Linked DNA regions of Mus musculus: all the other regions are linked to region 1. A link is a contact called in public HiChIP or PLAC-seq data. All regions are on one chromosome and are shown on one strand. The core of a region is the stretch at or near the end of the contact, and the rest is flanking DNA. Distances in the headings are between cores, read along the strand shown.

Region 1 (3,697 bases), core at 674-3,173:
ACCCAGTCCCTGGTACGATGTAAGCACCAGGTATTTGATATCTACTATTGTTCACTTCATTTAGTATTATCCACAATAGTGCATAACGTAATATAAAAAGCCGTCTGGATACAAAAACAACTGGCTCTGTACTTTAAGGTACATACCTACAATAGACTATTATATAGCCATGAGAATAAGGCATGGGGGCCCAGCTCAGCTGTGGAGCACTTGCTTGCATGAATCCCCAGGTTCAATCCCCAGAACTGCAAGAGGGAAGCACTAAAAGAATATTTAATTCCATGAAACGTGAAAGTTTAAAAAGAAGGAAACAAATTTTAAACATTGACCCATACCGCTTACATTTGTTAAGCAGAAATACAAAACTTTGAGTAAGAGTCTCCGGGTACCCCTATGTATACGCTGAGGCTTTTGTTAACAGTTTTTTATACTTTCCTAAACTTCTAGTGCAGAACAGCGGGTGTGGCCATATTATGTCAATCTTGTTAAAGTGCAACTTCTGGGTCAGTGGGCTGGCAGTCTTGCACCCGGAGCACTTCTTGCAGGCTCATCAGTGATGCTCATTCTGCTGGTCCAAAACCTGAGTAGGAAGTTTTCACAGCACTGTCTCTGAGCTCCTCTTGGAGCTACAGAAGCACCGATTGCTGGATCCAAGGCTAGGGTCCTGTTTTAGACAATCTGGACTATGTCCTTAGAGCTTGCATATAATAATTTCCAGAAGATGTTGATGCTGCGGATCTGGGAAACACCCTTTGAAAATCACATTAAGAGCATCTTTTCGTTCCCTTAATATCACTAAAAATGTATCTATCCTCTTCATTGCCTATAAACCCAAATCCAAATGCTTTATTCAGAAACCCCTGGCATCCCTCTCACTTGGAAAGCCATAAAGTCAAACCTTTAGGCCTTAAATATGTCTGAGGTGTCCAACATTACAGCTCTGAGAGCTTTCTTGCTTTGTCTGGTATTTTACTCCTTCCCTGTGCCCATCCTTTGGGGGGTCTTCAAATGTTATTACCCTGTAAGGAATTCCCAGGGCTCCACAGCGCTTTCTGTGATTGCTAGTGGGAATTGTATCTTCCAGCAGTAAACTGGGTTCTTTTGGTGTGTGTGTGGTGGGGGGGGGGGGGCTGTAACTTGCCTATTTTCATCTGCCTGTGTGTGGCTCAGCCAATCTCCTGCATACAGCTGACACTCTCACTGACAGAGGGAAAGAAAGAAGGAGCCTCCCCAGGAAGGGTGCGTAACTGTCCAGTAATGGAAACTGGAACCCTGTGCCCGCCAAGCCTGATGACCAACAGTAACAGGTGTTTCCATCTCCGCTTCTGTGATTCATTCTGCATAGCTGCGCACGCACATAGCGTAAGCACACACAGTCTCCCGGAATACAACGCCAGGCACGCAGACGTGCACCCGGTGTCCTGGGCGCCCGGGAGACACACCTCAGCGACAACCTGGATCCACAAAAGCGAGGCTCTGCCACCTAAAATAGTAATGTCTTACTGCAAACAAAACAAGCAGTGGCACCTGCTTATTTTCCTTGCTCCCTGGCGCACCTTTCTCTTTAGTCCTAAAGAAAGCTATTGAGGTGACCCCCCCCCCTCCCAGTCCTTCCCATACACACACACCCCTCCCCCATAGCTTCTTTTGGCCACGGCGCGCCTCGGAAGGCTGGATGAATGGGAACCAGGGGGCCCTCTTTGTCGCTAATCTTCCCCTCCTTTGAGCAAGCCCAGCTTCTTCCGGGTCAGCGACAATCACCACCACCCCAGTCGGGCCCGTTGTCCCCTGCACCACGGCCAGGCTCGCACAGGGTCCGGTAGCCCGCGGGGACAGGTTGCGGGAGCAGAAAAGGGCGGGGACGAGGGCGGGCGCCGAGGGAACGGGGGAGGGAGCTGGGAGGGGAGCGATCGCAGGAGGAGGGAGCTGCCTCGGGCGGCTGGCGAAAAGGATGGGAGTGCGGGGCAAGCGCGCGGCGCCCAGGGTAACGGCCGCGGCAGAGTCTGCGGGGCGCGAAGCCAGCGCTCCGCGCTTTTAAAGCCCGGATCGCGACGCGCTCTAGGCGCGGGCGGCGGCCGGATGGAGAGGAAGGGCTTGGCGGCCCGATCCTCGGGGAACCCTAGCCCGCCTGCGCTGGGTGAGGGACCGCGGCCCGTGCCGCCGCCGTGCGTCCCGAGCGGCGGAGGAGCCCCGGAGCGGGGCCAGGCTGGAACGGCGGCCGAGCCCGCGGAGCTTATCCGGCGCGCACACGAGTTCAAGAGCCAAGGGGCGCAGTGCTACAAGGACAAGAAATTCCGCGAAGCCATCGGCAAATACCACCGGGCGTTGCTGGAGCTGAAGGGATTGCTGCCGTCACAAGAGGAGCGGGACGCACGGCCAGCCTCCTCGGCAGGGGTTCCCAAATCCAGCCGCCTCTCAGAGGAGCAGAGCAAGACGGTTGAAGCCATTGAGATCGACTGTTACAACAGCCTGGCAGGTAAGCCGCGCCCCGCCGCACCCCCTCCTCTCCTTCCCCGGGCCTCCAGGGGCCCCGCCCGGCCACGCGTCCCGTCCCCAGCTTTCCCAACCTAGTCTCTCTGGATCCCAGAGCGCCGCTGAGGCACACCGCGGTGCAGACTCCCTCCCGTGACAGTGGTGCTCTGGGGAGATCTGGGAGGGAGGCGCTTGAGAAAAAGTGTGACTTTCAAGATGATGTCTTCCAAAGGCCATAGTCATCTTGAGTCTCTTCCCTTGCAAACATGGTGAATCTTGCCTATAAATGACCGGGCAGACAGAGGGCGACCCAGCGGGCCTGTCAGCGACTGCTACTGCTCACTTGGGTTCAAACTGAAGAGATAGAAGAAGCCAGAGATACCGCACAAGCCATGGGCTCTAAGGCTAGCTCATGCACCTGTCTGTCTCACTCGGGTGTCACTGGCTTTAAAGTTGACCTATGTCTTCCCTTAAGTAACCAGATGGAAACAGGCCTTCCCTCAAGTTCTCCTGCCCCAGTAGCAAAGGGGATTTTTTTTTTTTTTCAGGATGTCCTGAGTAAAATGGATTCCAAAATGCTACTTTCTTCTCTCCGGGTCTTGCTCCAGCAGTCTCAGGGCTCTGAGTTCATGGTTGGTCCTTAGCCCTGCTGAATTCTTAGTCTCCTGCCTAAGGCTCTTCTGTTGGGCTGAAGGTGTACTTCCATGGTGTGCTTTAGGGATGAGGCTAAGTGTGTGTGTGTGTGTGTGTGTGTGTGTGTGTGTGTGTGTGTGTGTGCATTATAGAAAATGTAAAGTCTGTAAAAAAGGAAAACGCTGAGGCTTTCGAAGGACTTCCTGCGAAATGTGGCAAACAGCGATATAAACAACTGCCTTACAGTGACGCAACCACCCTCTACTTTTCCCACCTAGTGTGTATGGTTTGGGGCACAGTCAAGCCTCTCTCTGTTAGAATAAAAGGCATTTCTTCATTTCTAACCTTGAAAGTTGCTTGAACTAAGTATGGCCTGTTAGGGGGTGGGGGCGGGGTGACGATGGATGCATCTGGAGGTTGAAAGACTACAACTATGGTCCATTCAGAAATGTAGATCTGCTGTGTTGGCTTTGGGCATTGAGCACCAGCTTCCCTCCGCCTTCCCATTCTGTCATGTTTGAGGTCATCTTTAGGCAAGTGCTCTACCCCTGTGCTGCCATGCCCCTATCAGGTCATCTTTACTAGGGTGAAA
Region 2 (3,697 bases), core at 551-3,050, 230 kb after region 1:
ACCCCACGGATGAGTCCAGTGCTAGACCCCATTTCTCCCAGTCGGCCTCGCTGTGACAGTCCATCCTTTCATATTAAACCACAGTGGATATTTGTTGGCATGGAAACTAATGTGCTATTGGAATTTTATCCTGGTTTACATCTTCCTTTGTTTTGGAAAGCTTGGGATCGCTTCCAGTTTCTCAAGAGAGCTTTCCTGTCTCCTTCAGGAGACACAAAAGAAAACTCAACCATCTTGTGCCTGTGAATCAAGCCATTAGGTCACTATTTTAATTATAATATTGTATTACTTAATCTTGATTTTGTTTTTAGTCATACATTTAAAATATATGTTGATGTGAATTTATTTACACCCTTTAAAGTGCTTTGAACTTAGATCACTTTGTGATTATACAACGGAAAGTGGTGTTCTTCCTACCTGAAAGGTTCTTACAATCTCTGGAAGGCTTCTTAAAACTTTTTGGTTTTTCCCTAGTCTCTCACCCAGTTTCCCTAGAGAGATAATGTGAGAATTTCCTTTTCTAAGTCATTCTGAGGTGATGCCCCCATCACCTTTGAGAACAGCTGACTATATCCTTAAGCCTGAAGGTCCTGCCTGAGTTCTAACTCCTACCTGAGTGGATATGAAAGGCTCAGTCCATGCTGCTAGGATGAACGCTGACTTCTGAGCACTCCACAGCTTATTACTTATGAGAACCTGGGCAATCACTCTGAGTGGCAGAGCCCTCACTGGTAAAAATAAGGATAGCCCTGGCTGTGTTAAAGGAGCGTTGTGAAGGTTAAGTGGAGCAGGTGTGAGCATAACCAGCTATACAGTGGCATGATACCCAGAGGCACTGCGATGGGTTTTAACCACTTCTTAAAATGTCACCAACTGCTCTGTCTCACTTGCTTTCCTCATTAATTATAGCAACTTTAATCTGGGAAAACAGAGTACGTTTATTGCTACAATAAACTCAACCTTCAAACCCTTAAAAAAAAAAAGCCATCCAGTGAGATCAGACATACTTCAGAAACATTAGACTGGGCCAAGAATGATTCCCAGTTTTCACAGCTATAAAAAGAGAAGTACAAGACCCCATTCAAAGTTTGGGTGGAGTCAGGAATCTTTCAACTCTGCTGAGATTGGCCCATTGATAAAAATGGTTACTAGTTGCACCACATGAAAAAGAAAAGTTGTGGTGCAAGCATAACTTGGTCATGTCATACTTTTGTATCTCTTGCAGCTTGTATTAATTTACACCTATTTGGAAGCAGTAAAGCTTCTAGTTCTTGACGTCGTCGCCCTTTTTCTCACTCAAGCTGCTTCGGGTCCAAAAAAGGGTAACACAGTTCTTTTCAACTCTGCTTTAATTCTTCCAGTCCTGCAGTGTCAAACTCAGACAGTTTACCCCCAAATGTTTTTTACTTGTTTTGTCTTGGGCAATTGCCACAAACGGCAGCCCCTGCAAGGTCTACGAATTCTGGAAGTCTGGAAGTCCGCTCGACTTTAAAGAGCTTGCAGTGGTCGGTCATGCCCGGTGCAGTGCCATCCGGGTTGCAAACTCGGACCCGACCGGATCCCACCCCACCCCACCCCACCCGACCCCACCCCACCCCACCCGACCCCACCCCCATCCCCACCCCGGCCAGATGCTGCTTCTGCAGGCTTCTCCCAACAGGAGGCGCCCGTGCGACCCAGGCGCTGCGCGTACCCGTGGGGACCGCTCCGCGGGTGGAGGGAGCAGGAGGAGGAGCCGGAGGGGGCGCGGCTTCCTCCGCGTCCTGCCGGGCGCCCGCTCGCCTGCTCCGCCGGGCCGAGGCTGGCGGCCGGCGGGGGTCGCGGCGGCGGAGGCGGCGGCGGCGGCGGCAGCGCTGGCGGACTGGGCTCGGGCTCGGAGCTCGAAGACAAGATGGCGGCGGCGCTCAGGAGCCCGGCCTCCTCCTCCTCCTCGCCGCTCTCCGCCCTGCCGCTCGCCGCCTCCTCCTCCGCCGTCTCCTCCTCCTCCTCCTCGTGCAGCAGCACCAGCGAGCGCCGCGGCGCCGGGCCGCTCTCCCGGAGCTCGGGAGGGGGCTAGACCGGTCCGCGGGCGCGCAGGCGACGAGGCCGAAGCTGGGGCCGGGGCGGGGACGGCGGCGGCGGCGGCGGCGACGCCGGGTGGGGATGGGGTCGCAGACGCTGCAGATCCTCCGGCAGGGGGTGTGGGCCGCGCTCAGCGGCGGCTGGTACTACGACCCGCACCAGGCCACCTTCGTGAACGCGCTCCACCTCTACCTGTGGCTCTTTCTGCTCGGCCTGCCCTTCACGCTTTACATGGTGAGTGGGGGCGGGGACGGGGACCCGCAGCGGACGCTCGGCTGTGATCCTCGGGGGCCCGGGGGTCGCGCCCCTGTCCTCCCCGCGTCCCGCGGTCCCGGCGGCGGGCGGACGCTCCCCTCCCCCGCTGGCTCCGCTCCGGGCCCCGGGTTTCCCGTGTTTTCAGCACCTCCCTTCCCGCCGGTCCCCGGCCGGGTCCCGCTTTCCTAGCGCCTCTCGTGCGGGTCTGCGTAACTGGCGCCCCGAGGCCTTCCATCGGGGGTCCCCGGTCGTTCCCCGGGCCTCGGACTATCTACCTCCCGCTCCCCGGGGGCATCCCCGCCCGCACCTCGGCCCCCGGCTGTGTGCGGAGCCCGGGGGAGGCCGTGCGCGCTCCGGCAGAAACGGAGTCGCAGGGTGTCCCGGCTCGTACTCGCTTCCCGTGCTGGGGGAAACCCCCAGCGGGCTCGCGCCTCCGCAAACCGCTGATCGGTTGAGTGCGGGTTCCATTCGGTTCAGCCCCGCGGCGAGGGACCGCGGTGTTGTCAGGCTAGCGCTGCCGGCAGGGAGCGGGGAGATACGAGAGCCTGGCTGGCGTTTGTTTGCGTTGGTTCAAGGCCTTTGACTGGCTGGGAAAAGGAGAGTGCCGCCGCCTGTTGCTTGGTGCTCTCGGTCCAGTTTCTCTGAAGTGTTTTTGGTGTTCCCAGACGGTTTCCTTCTATAGCCAAGGCTGGCCTGAGAGTCACTGTGCAGTCCAGGCCTCAGGAGTGTTTTTAGAGGATGTTTTCCTGAAAGATGTTTGCACATTTCTTAAAAATAAAAAATAAAATAAAAGCACAATTTTAGGTGGCACATTTGAGAAAACAAAGCTTTCAAATTTTAAAGTGATTGGAAGGAAGGATATTAACTTTTATTTTCAGGGAATTTCTGCTAACTTCATGGTTCTTCAGAGGGCTAGAACAAAGGTGCTGGGTTACTAAGTCCCCGAATGGAGAGTATGAGAAGTACCGCGAGTTAGGGCAGCCTATTTGCCTCTTTTCTCAGTATCACTAAGGCAGGAACATGCCTTGGGGGATGGCGAGTGTGTGTGTGTGTGTGTGTGTGTGTGTGCTCGCGCTAAATGTCACATTGTCAAGCAGATTCTGATTTCTAATAGGAATGTGTTCGAAGGGACTTACCCCAGCTTAAAGGAGCTGTTTATTACAGGACTTGGTCTTGTCAGATTCTGAAAATTTATCATTAAATGTTATAATTTCTGTTCATTGTGGCCGATCGGGTTCACTCTGCATCAGCATCCCTTCCAGGAGTGCGATGTCCTTAATGAGCAGCTCTGTGGCTGTGGTGGTGAGGCGGCCCTTCAAGCTCACTCGCTTTCAGAGCTGCCCTCCCGGGTGTCCAGACAGGTTGTACATTAAAGGCAAAA
Region 3 (3,697 bases), core at 841-3,340, 140 kb after region 1:
CCCAGTAAAATCATAAAAATCTGGTATTTTCTGACTCCTTGAAAGGGCGTTCAGTGTAGCAATGAACCCCAATGAGAGGAACAGAGAGAGGTCCCCAGGCACATGTGCGCAGTGGCACTGAGGCACCTCAGTGTGGATGTGCTCTTTTGCTTTGTTTAAGATTTATTATGTATTAGTATGTATTCCATATGTGTATATGTATGTGCACACACGTGTGCATACCCCCTATGCATGGACAAAGTGCACAGAGTCAGCTCCTTTTTTTCCTACCTTCACATGGTAGAACTCAGGTTAGGCTTGGGTCACAAGAACATTTACATGCTAAGCTATCTTGCCTGCATGTATATATACATTCTTGAGGCAAATCCCCTATACAAGGGGTACCTGCCCACCTCTCCAGGAAGACGAGGCCTCGGCACACGACACTTTGCTGCACCCCATAGCCACTCCCAAGAGAGTGTGGTTTCTTATTTACTCAGCTACAGGAATTCTGCTTTGTTTGATATTGTTTTTTTTCAAGACACAGTTTCTCTGTGTAGCCTTGGCTGTCCTGGAACTCTCTCTAGTAAACTAGGCTGGCCTTGAACTCAGAGATCCACTTGCTTCTGCCCCCCAAGTGCTGGGATTAAAGGCATGTGCCACCATCACCAGGCATTTAGTCCCCATCCTCTTACAGGCAAGTGTGAGGCCACACTGAACCTGTCCAGGGTGCCTGAGCCTTACCTGCTCCATCTACAGGTACGAATGTTACCTATCAGAAATATAGGAAAATGCTGGAGTCAAGTATAGTGGATCAGCCAGCAAACTCTCAGCCATAGAAAGTCCTACACAAATTCAGGCAGAGATTTTGACTAATGTCTAGCCCAGGTCCACTCCAGGGTGAGGCCACGGAGAAGACAGCTGTTGAGTTCCCATGCTGTAAGAAAACTCTTCAGCTTCCTGAGCTTTTGAACGCTAAGAGAAGCAGTATGAAACACACATGAACACAGGAGTGTGTGTGTGTGTGTGTGTGTCTGTGTGTGTATGTATGTAGGGACTTTGAAATACTTATCAAGCTCCTCATACTGTCAGCCCTGTTTACATTGTGTAATTTGACTGGCTTCTTCTCTTGCAACTCAAAGTCCATGCACACAGCCCCAATCCTGTGTTCATTTGTATCTCTGTGTCTGTCTCTCTGTTTCTCTCTCCTCTCTCTCTCGATCTCTCTCTCTCTCTCTCTCTCTCTCTGTGTGTGTGTGTGTGTGTGTGTGTGTGTGTGTGTGTGTGTATCTGTCTGTCTCTCTGGGAGTCATTTCTCTCCCTTCACCATGTGGGTCCCAGGACTTGAACTCAGATCATCAAGTGTTGTACCAGGTGTCACTACCTGCTGGACCACCTTACCAGCCACACCCTCTAGCTTACTTTTTATGGAACCAGTCGACTGTGATTTTGCTGAATGCCTTCATGCCAAATCACCTACCACACAAAATCCTCGAACCCATCTACCTACCCCAAAAGACAGGACACCATTAACAGATCACCATTCTCCGGTACCTCTGGTAACAAGTAGCTGGTCTTCCCCAGTGACACAGACCCACGGTTATAGCCAGTGGCTTTTTACAAGTACTAGAAGCACAAGTCATTAACTTGAAAAGATGTCTGTCTCCCATCTCAGGGCCCGGCTAACTTCCTTGACATGATACTAAACAGCTAAGATAAGGGGTGTTTCCGATACAACATCTCCATAGTGAAGGCTGCTGGATGCTGCTTCAATAACCTATGCTCATCTGTGCTAACAGAGCCTGATTATTAGTGGGCAACCTTTCTATTTCCAAGCCCCTTCTTCAGCTAGCACATTCTGGCCAATTAACGTAAGAAAGTGGGTTTAACAAGGGCCTCTGGGAAGCTACTGGGCATGGACTCAGCTGAGGGAGGCAGATTTTTTGTGCTTCCGCCTTTCCTCCTCCTTCGGGCCTGTATCTGGATCAAATAATGGATGCCCTTCATGGCTATCTTGGACCAGAGCAGCCAGAGAGGATGGAAGCCAGGTGCTGGAATGGTACCAATAAGAAATAGGAGCCTGGAGCTCTGCACGCACTGTGCAGCTGCCCTGGAATCCTCAGACTTCTTTTCAAAGGCAAGTGAGGGTGTCTCTCAGTTGCTGTCATTCAGAGCCCAACCTACACCCAATGCCAACTACATACTAGCAAAGAATACTCTACCCCAGACACATCCCACTGCCAGTGATGGCAAATGACTGAAACAGGTGACCAAGAGAGCAAAACATCCTAGTCAGCCACCTTCTCCTGAGACTTCCTAACAATGTGACGGCTCCCACACAGACAGCCATAGTCTGTTCTTGAGTAGATCAAACTCGGCTAACATACACTTTTTGGTATTCTGACCTCATGTGAGCATGACCAAAAACCCAACCCTCTGTAACCCTTAGCAAAAGAAAACAGAAGAGTGCCCCCATGTCTACAGAACAAACGGTCACAATTCCCAAGATGGCGGCAATGAGCCAAATGGTGGCATCCTATTTCTGAAAGGACTGCAGTTGGGGGTTGGGGGGGACAATGATGTTGCCATCGGCTCATGATGCCATCACAATCCCAGGCAAACACCACACACACACAATTCCTGCTCACGTCTAAGATCTTCAGCCTATACCGACATCAGCACCGACAGGGAGATACCATGTTATACCTTGACAAAGTCCTTTAAAATACTACACAGAGAAGAGAAACCCTGAGAGCTCTCCACTTTCAAGGACAGACAGAACCAGTACCCTGGCTTCTGGAAAGCAGACATGCAGTCTCCTGCCCTCTCATGCAAACAGCCTGACTTATTAGCAAGGCAAGGTCTCCTTCCCAGGAGGCTGTATTCACAACAGTAACTGTGTAGAAGGTAAAACCTTATACGTCTAGCTTCAGATCATGGTCAAAGTTTAAACTTGACCAAAAAATTTGTAAGCTTTTACACTTCCACCATCCTGGCCCAGATTTCTCCATGGGACAAATTTTATAGCACTACTGTGCCCTGCCTGGCTCTCGCAGAATGGTAAGGATGTAAGAGAAGTTAAAGAGAACTCAGTCTCTACATCACACTTTCTCCCAATGCATCTGCTGCCTCTTATCCCGCCACGCAAAGCAACCAACCTCTGGGCCGAAATCAATCATCAAAAGTTTCAATTTGGTTGATGCATTTAAAGAACAAAATTTTGGAGAAGGGATGATAAAAACATAAAATCACAGCAAAGAGGGAGAAATGAGATTTTTACCTCGTATAAATCAAATCTTTCATACTCACCATTGAAATCTATACCTAATTGTTCATATTCTCAGAAAAGAAAGTTTTCTATTATTAAGGGGGAAGAGAGTACAGACCAAAAGGATAAAGGAAATAAAGGCCATTTTAAAGCAATTGCAAAGTCTCTCTCTCTATATCTATCTATCTCTATATATATATACATATATATACACACACACACACATATATACACACACACACGTACACATGCTTCTTAAATGTCTGGTAGAATAGGTCAAATGACACACCTGTCCTCAGCTGAGCAGTGGTACATACACCTTTAATGCCAGCACACTGAAGGGAGAGGCAGGCTGATCTTGAGGTCAATCTGGGCTACAAAGCAAGTCCTAGGACAGTCGGGGCTACACAGAGAAGAGAAACCCTGTCTCAAGAAAGAAAGAAAGAGAGA

The links. HiChIP or PLAC-seq counts read pairs in DNA pulled down with a chosen protein or histone mark.
Region 2: an H3K4me3 HiChIP or PLAC-seq map of embryonic stem cells shows a contact between it and region 1, with 28 read pairs. The contact joins the promoter of Pcnx here to the promoter of Ttc9 in region 1. A contact is called at or near these places in 1 of 39 promoter capture datasets (pre-B cells), 9 of 484 Hi-C or Micro-C datasets (the HPC-7 cell line, embryonic limb bud, embryonic stem cells and 3 more) and 4 of 115 datasets of contacts at active chromatin or transcription factors (bone marrow-derived macrophages, embryonic stem cells and stem cell-derived neural progenitor cells).
Region 3: an H3K27ac HiChIP or PLAC-seq map of oligodendrocyte precursor cells shows a contact between it and region 1, with 3 times the contacts expected there. The contact joins the enhancer-like site here to the promoter of Ttc9 in region 1. A contact is called at or near these places in 9 of 484 Hi-C or Micro-C datasets (the AML12 cell line, the G1E-ER4 cell line, arterial endothelial cells and 5 more), 19 of 115 datasets of contacts at active chromatin or transcription factors (acute myeloid leukemia, bone marrow-derived macrophages, embryonic forebrain and 9 more) and 2 of 9 other capture datasets (adipose tissue and liver).

The regions. Positions count from the first base shown.
Region 1 is chr12:81,629,326-81,633,022 of GRCm38.p6, forward strand. It overlaps Ttc9 (tetratricopeptide repeat domain 9), which reads left to right and starts at 1,924. Exons shown (of 3, transcript NM_001033149.3): 1 at 1,924-2,476. The coding sequence starts at 2,080.
Region 2 is chr12:81,858,230-81,861,926 of GRCm38.p6, forward strand. It overlaps Pcnx (pecanex homolog), which reads left to right and starts at 1,801. Exons shown (of 36, transcript NM_018814.3): 1 at 1,801-2,295. The coding sequence starts at 2,143.
Region 3 is chr12:81,767,636-81,771,332 of GRCm38.p6, forward strand. The region is part of intron 2 of Map3k9 (mitogen-activated protein kinase kinase kinase 9); the gene reads right to left. Among named protein-coding and RNA genes, the nearest start is that of Map3k9, 12 kb to the right of the region's middle. Within about 2 kb of position 2,091, at least 3 of the 459 cell types and tissues checked have an H3K27ac peak or open chromatin away from gene starts, as enhancers often do. A contact at or near this core is called in oligodendrocyte precursor cells, where this site is marked.